2 separate regions of the Anas platyrhynchos genome follow, and region 1 is linked to region 2. The links are chromatin contacts, called in public Hi-C maps. All regions are on one chromosome and are shown on one strand. The core of a region is the stretch at or near the end of the contact, and the rest is flanking DNA. Distances in the headings are between cores, read along the strand shown.

Region 1 (5,820 bases), core at 2,624-5,123, 110 kb before region 2:
GGCCAGGGATCGCACATCTGGAGATGCAGCTTGGGCCCCTTCCCACCTCCCCGCTCCAGGGCGACGCACGGGGCTGATCCGCCCCTCGACTGGGAGAAGCAGCAGAGGCAGGCGGCCTCCACTCCACCCTCATCCCCTCGGTCACTGCACGTGGCCATCCTGTGGGGACACGGCCACCGCAGAGCCCCGGGCAGGCACAGGGGGCCGGCAGCCCCAGGAGCAGCGGGTCAGGGACAGCAGCATCGCCGTGGGGTCTGAGGGACCCCAGCAGCTCCCCGTGCTCTGAAGACCATCTTCCACACACGCCTTTCTGCAAATCTTACTCATCACAAAGGCTTTTTTCCTTTTCTCTTTTTTCCCTTTTTCCTTTTCTTTTTTTTTTCCTTTTCTTTTTTTCATTTTTTTTCATTTTCCTGTTTCCTTATTTTCTCTTTTTCCTTATTTTCTCTTTTCCTTATTTTCCCTTTACCTTTCTTTCCTTTTTTTTTTTTTTCCTTTTCCTTTTCATTCCCTTTTAAACTGTTTTCCCTTTTTTCCCTTTTTCCCCTCTCTTGTCCAAGCGGTCCCACCGAAACCCGCAGGATCCGCTCGCACGGGGGAGGATTACTCACAGGATGGGGGTTTGCAGGCGCTGCTGAAAGCAGCACACGCAGCCCCAGCGGGGACGCCTGAAACATGAGGCATGTTCCTCCCGCTCCTCCTGCCCTTTGCCTCTTCTTGTGTAACCCTTCCCTGATTTGCTTATTTTCGTGTTAACTCCTGCCTCTCTGCTCCACGTTCACGCTTTTCCACCCTGCTGCTTTTCGTACATCCTTGATGTAATTTTATTCTGTCTCCCCTGGCAGTACTGGAGCCATCCTGTGTGGCTGCTGGGAGCAGGTTCCCCACCTGAAGGTCCCTGTGCTCGTCACCAGCCTTGCCGGTTTAACCTTAAAATAGAGCTGTTAAAATATTTCCAATCAAAACTAGATTGGATAGAAAATTAAGGTTTTTTTTTGTTGTTGTTGTTTTTTTGCTCCAGGCAGGTCTGCAAGCAGCTGGTTCCCAGAGGTCTGGGGGCAGAGCAGGTTTTAGCCAAAATCCCCAAGTCAGAAGTGGTCAGGAAAGGGAAAAAGAAGTAAAAACTTTTTTTTTTTTTTTTTTTTCTCTTTCCCTTGAAAAATCATCATATTTTGGCAAGACTTAGCCTCTTTCTGCCCTGTGCAGCAACAACAAGGGGACATCCTGGGCAGAGAGCCCCAGGCAGCATCCAAACCCCAGATGTCAAACTGGGGCAAACTGGAGCTGGGGTGGAGGAAGGTCCAGCTTGGGGGGGAGGGAGGAGCATGGGAACCTGCAAACCCAGCCCAAATGGATGTGGGCTGTCCCCATACAATTTGGGGACACAGATTTGGGGTGTCTCAGAGGCAGGAGGTGGCAGAACAAAGCTGGAAACGTCGCAGCGTCCCTCGTGGGAGTGACAGCCTCATCCTGGGGGGTTTGGGAGGGTTTGAAAGCAAAGCCCAGCCTCTGGGGCACCCAGGCTGGTTCCCGACCCCCAGAGCAGCCCCCTCCAGGCTCTGGGCAGTGGGGCAGGGTCTTTCCCCCAAGCCTCCCTTCTGGCAGGCAGTGCCCCAAGGGGCACGAGGTGGGCAGGATCCTTGCTCCCCAGGCAGGGCTTTGGCTGGCTCTGTCCCGAGGATGTGCACTAGAAGGAAGCTTCCCTGCCTCTGCCTGCCACGGCTCAGCAGGGGCAGACCGCAGTCTGGCACGGCGCTCGCAGCTCTTAGAAACCAGGGCTGTTAACAAATGTGCGAGGCCATAATCCTTTTGGAGCAGTGATGATAACAAGCCCCGATGCTTTTTCTCTCTTTTTTTTTTTTTTTTGGCTTTTTTTTTTTTTAACCAACAGCTGCGCCGGTAAGTCCCACTGTGGGAAATGAGCTGGTGAATGATTTCAAGTGCAGTATTTACATCCCCTGCCAAACCCTTCACATCTGCCCAGCTCTGCCGTCAAGCCTCCATCCATCTGGCCGGGAACAGCAGGTCCTCAGGCTGCCTGCACCCACAAGGGCATTTCCTTCCTGCGCCCGCAGTGCCAGCTGCCTGGGATGTTGCTCAGTGGGGAAGGGCTTGAGCAAAAGCACTGAAAGGAGTTTTTTGTGTGTGTGTTTTTTTACTTTTTTTTTTTTTAATTTCACGTGAAATGAATTCCCAAAGTCATCGAAAGCGATTATTTCCACCCGAGAACTCGTGTGCTGAAGGGGTGATGAAACACTCCTTGGTTTTGTGCCCCTTCCCTGCAACCCTGACAGTGCTCCAGGGAGCCGGGGGGATTAGGGTTAGGGTTAGGGTTAGGGTCTGCCCCAGCGATGTTGCCCCACAGCTCCTCCTCGAGCCCTGCAGCCCTTCCCCATCCCAGCACCCAGGCAGTGCAGTGCCCACGGGTGGGTGCCCCAGAGCAGGACCTCAGGCCCCCCGCGCTGCTCCCCAGCTCCACGGAGCACAGATCGCCCACAGCGTGTGAGACGTCCCCCCTGGTCCCCGCTGCTCCTGTGCCAAACTCCACCTCTGTTTCAGGTCGGTGCGGTCCCTGGCTGGACGAGAAGCTCGCAGGACACCCAAATGCTGCCAGTGGAGCCGCGCCGCCTCGCCACCTCTGCTCTCCTCGTGCCCTCACCCTCCTCTTGTGTGTTCCCCCCGCAGAGTGTGATTGCCATCCCGTGGGCGCCGCCGGCCAAACCTGTAACCAAACCACGGGCCAATGTCCCTGTAAGGACGGCGTCACCGGCATCACGTGCAACCGCTGCGCCAAGGGCTACCAGCAAAGCCGCTCTCCCATTGCCCCCTGCATAAGTAGGTGGATCGCGCTTTCGATGTCTGTAGATGAGAGGGATTAACCCTTAGCACAAGCTCAGCCAAGGCAGCCACTAACCCCCCTGCATTCGTGCTGATGGCTGGGGCTGGGGGATGGAGCTGCCGGTGCCCCCACACATCACCAGCTGTGGGGCACAGTGCCAAAACCAAACCCCTCGTGCCCAGGAGCTGTGTTGTGTGAGGGCAGCTACAGCCCGATTTCCTCAAGCCGTGATTCTGCCTCGGGGTACAGATGGGGTCTGGGTGCTCAGGCAAATCGCTACACACAGATTTTTCTCTTCAAACGCCAGGCTGCACTAGCACAGAGCTCAAATCAAAAGAGCTGCTGGTGCGATGGAGCTGCCACCAGAGCAGCACAGCCCGATTTTAGCACCTGGATTGCTAAAGGCGACCATCAACACACAATGCGCACAGAAACGCGGGCTGGCTCACCGCATGGTCTGCTTTTGGGTTTGCCTTCCCAAGTGTGCCCTCAGCCTCTGCTCTTAACAGCAGCAAGCTCCAGGTATGGCTCCCAAAGGCACTGCAGTGTTTGCTCTGCCAAGAGCCACATCCCCACTCGATCCCTTTTGACCGATGCCTGGGCAAGGTGTGGTTTCACCCCGTGCTTCTCTATGGAGCCTCCTGGGTTTGCTGCTGTTGGATCATTTGGTGCTCACTCACCTTGCCAGAGACCTCCCCACCTGCTCTAACATCAGACACCGAAATGGCAGTGCCCAGGGCAGGCTGGGGAGGAGGGCTTGAGGCTGCCTCCTTGCTGCTAAAAATAGGGGGAAAATGGGAAAAGAAAGGTGAAGGTTGAAAGAATCAAGTCTTTGTTGGATCCTACAGTCTGCTGCCCACTCCCAGTGCCTGCCCTTGCCAAATTAGGGGGCAGGCACCCTTTCTCCACCTTCTCCCATGGAAGAAAACATACATTCCAGGGTGGTTTTTGGTCACTTGAGGCTCATTCTTCCCCATGTCGCAATGGGACGGCAAGAGCTCAAACCAGATGCTTGTTTCCCCAAGATGCTACAGTCATGGCTCCGGTATGCTTTGCAGCAAGTATGCGCAAAGGTTTATCATCCATCATTCCCCAGGGCCATGGTAAATCAGAGGGTAAATTGTTCCTTGCATCACCTCCCCTGGGATTTGCTGCACTAAATGAAGACAGACGCAGAATTTCAACACGATCGCGGCCGGGCTGTGTTCACGCCAGCTGCCGAAGCAGCGAGCTCACAGCTGCCCCTGCCCTGCCACCCTGCCATCCTCCGGGCCCCGTGACAGCTGCTTGCTTCTGTGACACTGCCGAGCATCCTCCCAAGGGGCTGCGAAGCTTGGTCCAGATGCATTTCAAGCAACGCTCTGGCCTGGCTGTAAACTCGTTGTGCAGTTGTTGGGTGTTTGATCAGCTTGTACGAGGCCAAAGCAATTAGAATGAGGATGTGAGCATCTCGCAATTCTCCTATGCTAAAAAAGAAAACAATAATAATTAAAAAAAAAACAAAAAAAAAAAACAAAAAAAAAAACACAGCAGCACATTTTCATCCCTGAAAAAAATGTCCATGAGTGTATCCCTTGTTCGGGGGGTATTCCCAAATACATGCACAGGTTTTATACATGCACAGTGCAGGGCACCAGCTCTCCGTCCTCACACACCCCGCTCTCTCCTGGTCACTGAACCAAGCGAGGGTCCAGCCACCCTGTCTGCAAGAGCACACTTACTCTCTGATTTACCACTGACTGTATTTTCCCTGTCCCATAAACTTCTAGCCACACAAAAATGATGCCATGGGAATGAGCAAGGCGCCAGGCAGGGTCTGTCTGCACTGCAGCCCACGCAGGGCGAGCATCCATCGTCCCCACTCGGCACGGCCCTGCTGGCTGCTCGTGCACCACCCACGTGTGCGCCACGTGTTTCACAGGGGCTTGTGCCTGTGCTGAGCTGCATGAGGGTGAACAGCTCCAAAAGCCGTCTAACGCTAATGGGGCTGCAATGCAGACAGACCCAAGTGGCCAAGCTCCACATCTCTCCTGCCTAAATTCTGCTCTCAGACCCAGATGAGGGATCGGGACAGCAGGGTGTTCCCCCAGCAGGATTCCCAGGGATGCTCGGGAATTGCTGTGCCCTAAATGCACAAAAGATGTCACTAATGAGAGCCGCGTATGCGCGCTGGGGAAAAGAGCTTGTCTTGCCAAAGCTGGGACCATATAATGTGCTCCATCTGCAGCCCAGCCTCCACAACATCAACAAACAGTCAGACTTGGGCATGAAGACCCAGAACATGATGTGGTTTCAGCTATGCACACAAAGCCCAAATCAAAACCAGGGAGCACCGCGCTGGCACCAGATCCGTTCGCGTTTCCTCTGAACGTGTGAGATGAGGCTAGCGTCCCAGCGAGGGGCTGCAACCTGCGGCCTCTCACAGGGCTGCGGGCACCTCGCGCTGCTGGGCAGGGCTGGGCAGGGCTCAGCTCCTCGGGATCGGGACTAACGCTGCTTTCTTTTGTCCCCTCTCCGCTCCCGCCTGCTCCTCCCCGCCGGGCGCAGAGATCCCCGCCGCTCCCCCCACCACCGCCGCCAGCAGCACGGAGGAACCTGCAGGTACGTTGCCTCCTCTCCTAAAGCCTCTTCTCTCTGCCTCCAGGGTAAAGGTCTTGAAAATGTGTAAAATTAATGGATAAATTCTGGTGCCTGTACTGGGACAAGCAGGTACCTTTTGTGCCCTGAATATCTGAGTTCTGAAAACACGCCTGCAGCACCCCGAGATGGGAGCTGCTGGGAGCAAGCGTGAGCATGGGGAAGTTGCAGAAAGGTGTTCCCGGGGGGGAGAATCACCGAGGAGCAAATGGGGGTTACTGCATGGCACCGGCCCTTGATGGAAACCAGGGAAGGACTGGAGAGCACCGCTAGCTGATGTACGTAGTGGCTGCACAAGTACAAGAGCCCTAAAGAGGGCAATAGAAATCTCAGCTGAGTTTTAC
Region 2 (5,693 bases), core at 1,807-4,306:
AATCAACATATTCTTCATGTATTTGCTCTGCAATCGAGCCACAAGCTTCTAAAAACAGCGAGGTACAGCCTGAAAGTTTCCAACAGTACAGGGGTCGGTATGCTAATGCAGACACAAAGCAGAGAACTTTTCCCTGCATTGCTGGTTTGCCACGAACATGAAGACAGGCACACACACACTTAACATGAAAAAGTAATCGATGTACAGGTTTTCTTTTAAAGCACTCATGACCTGAGGGTGTTCACCTTACAGACACTTCCCCGGTTACAACACGAAACAAGTTCTTCATGCCCACAGCACCTACATTCTGCAGCAGAGTGAAATGCCATGTAAGTATTTTTCTCTATACCAGATTTCTGGTTTCCTCCTTTCAGCTTCTCATTTGTTTCTGCTACAGGATAAACGTTTTATGATTGCCTGCGAGACATTTGGACCCAAAACCGCAAATCTGATTTGGGGTAAGAGTCATTGACGAGACTGGATCCTCAACAGCAGCATGGAAACAGGATTAATCTCTGCTTTGCTTTTTTAATTTCTGCATTTTATTCTCATTTTTATCTTTACCCTCTTCTTTCCCAAATCATTCTCACAAACGAAGCAAGAGCAGGCAGCATTTTTAGTACCTCTCAAGCAATTCTCCCAAAATCTCAAAAATGTGTTTTATTACACTAAGACCTATTTATTTTATTTTTAATCAAGTCCAGGCCCCTTCTCCACAGCATGGACCGAAGCGCTATATGGTAATAAGATATGCTTGATATCATTTTGTGATCAAAACCCTGAAACAAAGCAAGTTCATGTCACAAAAGTATCAGTACAGATGGGAAGAATTAACTGCATATTGTTAAACAAGGTTCTACTGCAGAACTCTGCAGAAGGGTGACCGAAGTTTTACAGCAAAGGTATTTAAGCAAAAGCCACGATTTGTGCCTAGGAGATCCCTGAGGAATTACGGTGAACTAGAGACATCTCCTGGCCATGAGATGAATCAACACTGCTAGAAAAAAATCATCTCCCAATCATCTCTCACGGTCCCATGACCCAAAATCATGTGAGTTTTGGATCATCCGTAAATTAGACACACTTCATGTTGTGTTCACAGCCATTTAAATTTGAGAACCTCCAATTCCTTCTCACTTTAAATTTTAAACGCATTCACTTAACTTCATCTCAAAGCAATGGATTTGTCAGAACCAAATAAGTGACTTTGGTTCCTGCAACACTACGAAGTGCTTATTGTTAACCACAAAATCTCTCGTAACCACCCTGATGGTGCTGGGCCATCGCTCTGGAGCAGACCCCAAACCGCCTCCTGTCCCAGCAACCACCCGGCTGTCATGGGCAGCACCTGGAACAAAGAGCTGGGGGATTTCTGCACGTCAGTCCTCTGCGCCTCCATGAAAACTCACGGGTATTTATCGAGCTAGGATCAGGTTTAATTAAAGATAACTCTGAAATACCATTTTACACATTACCTAGATTTCTCCATCGCTTTGGAGGGTTAAGCCCACTCTTACTCTTCTAGTTTCAGGTTCACAGAGCCAAGTGTAACGACGCATTGCACTTCTGAAGACCAAGATCATTACAGCCACAGTCCAGCAGTGCAATTAGCAAGCACACACAATCTAGGGTTAACAACACCTGACAAAATTGCTTAAATAAAGCAAAAGGAACATAAAGCTCTTTGCTCGCTAAGAACACAACTATTTCTGCCTGTCAAAAAAGTCAAGGCAAGCAAATTTGAAATAATTTGCACTCTCTCCCCCCCCCAATAATCTGCCCTATTCTTGTAGGTTGGGTCATGACAACAGGTCTGCTCGTTACAATAATCTTTTTGACATGTTTGGTAACTACCTTCCCACACAACACAGCAGAACTTCCTACTTCCTCTGATCTTCCCATGTTTCGCTTTGGTGGTGTGAAGATTAAAGCTTATCCAATTAGCCACCCACCGCCTCCGCCAAGTTAATCACGTAAATCTTTGAAACCGTCACAGAGCAGTGGAGTGTGCGGATAGCTTTTGATTATAGGAGCAGATTTAACTAATTATGAGGCTTAGCAATGTGCCCAAGTATAAAAGATGATGGGGTTTAAAATCAGGGGGCTATGCCATTGCTTAACAAGTGAGGGCTTATCTTTCAGAAGGCATTGTTTCACCGATAATTCCTATAAAACTTCCCGAGTAACTTAGATTAGTCAACCAGTGCTTACTTTAGACCAAGGCCACACAGCAAGGCTTACGGCTTTAGAAGACTGATCAGCACGACTGAATTTTAAACAAAACCTGGGTCATATGACAATCGGTTGCAAGCTCACTTGAGCATCCCCCTAAAGATACAGTCGTACAGTAGAAGTCTTTGAAGCGCTCCAAGCACCTCTGCTGAGCTCCGCAGGTCAGCCCCCGCAGAGGAGGCAGGGATTCTCTCACTTACGGTTTAACTGCTCACACTGGCAGGCAGGGAATTTTAGGAAGCTCCGAGCTAGTAAATCAAACACCAAGTATGATATTTTAACTTAACTTACACAACTTTTAACTTACAGAACAAAAGCTCTCCTCCCTGAGAAAACAAACAGGAGACACGGCATGAGGACAAGCTCTTCTGAGTGCCCCCGGCACCTTCCCAAACGGGGCTGTCCCCAGAAGACCCAGGGAGACCCGAGGCCCACAGGACGGGCAGCACTGGCACCGTGAGCGAGAAGGAAGCAGCACCTCTCATGTGCACAGGGACGCTGTGCTGCTCACCACCACTTTTCTACAGCCCCACCAACTGCTCCCCCCTTTAAAAACCACAAACTCCCTGCCAGCTGCACGGCTAGCAGCACACCCGGAGGACACGGCTGCTCTGCGGCACCTCCAAGCCCCCTGATTCCTGCCCACGACGCTGTTGGGGCAGCTCCTGGCTTGCAGGGCAGAAGGGCAGCTCCAGCTCGTGCAGACAGCGGGCACCCACCAGGGAGCAGCACCATGCTGGGCGAGGGCAGAGTGGGACCCGCACACGTAGCTGGGCACCAGCGAGCCCACTCGGGCTGGACGGGGTGCTCCTGCAGCAGGAACGTCCCCAAGGACAGGGACCTTCACGACACGGCTCACACCCGTGTTTTAATTCCCTGGGACTTCACTTTTCCATGCAGACCTCAAGACATGCACCCCAGGGAACACTTCCATGACAGCGAGCTCTCAGATACCAGCACCCTCCTTCTACACCAGCCCTTCTCATGCTGCGGTGGCCACAGCAGAGCCACGCACCCCGCAGGACAGTTGCTCAGCAGAAGAGAGCAGTGGGATCCCACAGCCCACTCACACTCCTCTGGGATGAGAACTACAACAAGGACTCCGGTAAGCCCGCACCAGAACACCCTGGGAGCGATGCTGGTGCAGGAGCAACCTCGGGCAGGGCACTTCAGGGAGCTTTGAGCAAACTCAGGAGGCAAAATGTAAAGCAAGCAGCTCAGCCTGGAAAGCTGCCCTCCTATAGACAACTCTTCCTGAGGCTAACAAGCATTAACCACTAATAAATAGGAAAGCAGGCACAACCTGGAGCACAATGCCTGAAAGTGTGGGGTTTGACTTACCTTCCTCTGTTGTGTTTAGATACAGAGAAATCTCTGCAAAAAACAGCATCCCTTTGCAGCTCCTTAGATGCATGTGCATGCGGCGTTCCCATAACCACAGTCAGCGAGGACCTTGGAGAGCCCCAGGGATGCTGAGCGCAGACCAAACCAAGGGAAGGCTGCACACCTTCCTGGCACCTTCCTGGCATTTCACACAGACCCAAACCCCCCGGGTTTTGTGCACAGAGGTGCACAGGGCGCTGCTGCTCGCAGTCACACCTGCACACGCTGCCACCCGGGGAGCGCTTCCAGGTGCTCTGCAGGGAGAAGACCCAAGCACAGAGACACAATGCAGTGGACGAGAGCAATGCTGGGACAATTAGAAGCGTTTTTTCTCGTAACTACATGGCCAAAGACATATTAATCCTGGAAAATCCTGCCCCAGGCCCTTGATTTGATCCCATGACTCTCAAGCATGGGTTTCTGGGTGGACAATTTGCCTCTTCTTCCACCCTTTTGAGAAACTTTTTCATTGATCTTCTTAGACATCAGGCTAATTGCATCTGATGTCAGAAGACCCTAAAAAGCTTCCAACAGCAGAAAGACATTTTAAAGGCACGTCAAAAATTACTGCTTTTTAATCTCCTTTTCCAAAGGACATCTGCTCCTCCATAAGCAAGAGCCAGATTCTCAAAAGCTTTTAAACACCTAGCGGCTCATGGACGAACGTCAGGCACTTGATGCCCATTTGGCATAAGGCAAAACATCAGGTTGGATTAAGACCTAAATACCTTACATTCGACAGAAAAGTATTTAAACAGAAAAAATACTGGACATGGCATTATCCCACATCCAAAAAAAAAATGAGAAAAAGATTGTGGACTCTTCCAGAAGTTATTTAGGGTAGTTATTACTTAAGATGCTTTGTGTCCCATGGCCATTAAAAATTTCTGCATTTTGAGAAATTCAAAGAAATCAAAAAGGCATGTTAAGGCACACACAACTTATTTACTCACTGGTGATCTGCAAACAGTCCCACACACTGACTCCCTGGTCAGACAGGAGGAGGAATATTCTTGATTCCTTTGCCTCCACAGATATATTTTGATATTGTTTCATTTCCAGAAAGTCAACGTTTGTAGTTGCTTTTTCCACTTCTCCCTTTCAAATGATATGAAATCACTGGCATTTCTGCTTCTCTTAAGTCTCTGTTATGGTACCTGCACATATCTCTTTCGAAGGAGAAAAGCGGGGAGACGATTCTGAAATTGCCGATTGAAACCCAATTACAGAAAGCTTGAGTGACCCTACTCAGGCAGAGTCACGCAAACAGTGCAATTTTCTCCTGGAAAATTCCAGTTGCATCTTAATTAAGGCCGACAACGCCGGAAGGGAAACTAACGTTATCCCAAAGCAATATAGCGTCCTGCCCTGTGTTCTGGCCCAAGTTGTCAGTTAGGATAAATACCAAGAGCATTAAGACCACTGTACTTCACAATCAGAAATAGCTTTACAGCAGTTTTCAAAGGATGTAAAACTCACTGAATGGTGACCAAACATAAACGAAGATTAATTCTAGCAAAACCTTCACAATTACAGGCCATGGGGACAATAAATATGTGATCAGTGGTGCAAGAAGGTTAATGAAAAGAATGACTGCTGGAAAGAAAACGACTTCTGAAAATTTGTGCTGTCACATCAGAGATGGATTAGATACGGAAAACCAATACAAAACCAGAGAAAAGTGTCACTGCTAGAACTTAATCAAACAACACGTGCTGATTTTTCTAATGCAGTGGCTAAAGCTTTCCGACTCAAAAATTTCAGCCTTCAGACACGGTGGCCTTTGCAACCCAACGCAGGCTGCTCCAGGAGGCTGTAACCATTTCAGGGAAACCGACTGCTGCAAACAGCAGCCTAACCCTGCCAGGCACTGCTGCCTTCTGTCCCTGCAAGCCACAGGGCACGCAGGGGGGACAAACTCCTTCCTGACAGACCCACCTGCAGCCTGCCTCATGCAAGGGAAAGGTCTGACTTCCTGGCACGACACTCGGGTGCTGGCTACATCTCTGCCCGTACCACTGAAAGCCAGACCTACAAGGGAGAACAGGGCAGGGGTGTGAATTCACCAGCCAGAGAAT

The links. Hi-C and Micro-C count contacts between places; a contact is called where the count stands out from the background.
Region 1: a contact with region 2 is called in a Hi-C map of skeletal muscle, with 2.2 times the contacts expected there. The contact joins two enhancer-like sites. A contact is called at or near these places in 4 of 8 Hi-C or Micro-C datasets (F1 follicle, liver, skeletal muscle and 1 more).

The regions. Positions count from the first base shown.
Region 1 is chr19:10,709,439-10,715,258 of IASCAAS_PekinDuck_T2T, reverse strand. It overlaps NTN1 (netrin 1), which reads left to right. Exons shown (of 5, transcript XM_027471677.3): 3 at 5,387-5,440. Among named protein-coding and RNA genes, the nearest start is that of NTN1, 59 kb to the left of the region's middle. Within about 2 kb of position 3,873, at least 2 of the 8 cell types and tissues checked have an H3K27ac peak or open chromatin away from gene starts, as enhancers often do.
Region 2 is chr19:10,595,639-10,601,331 of IASCAAS_PekinDuck_T2T, reverse strand. The region is part of intron 4 of STX8 (syntaxin 8); the gene reads right to left. Among named protein-coding and RNA genes, the nearest start is that of STX8, 9.5 kb to the right of the region's middle. Within about 2 kb of position 3,056, at least 2 of the 8 cell types and tissues checked have an H3K27ac peak or open chromatin away from gene starts, as enhancers often do.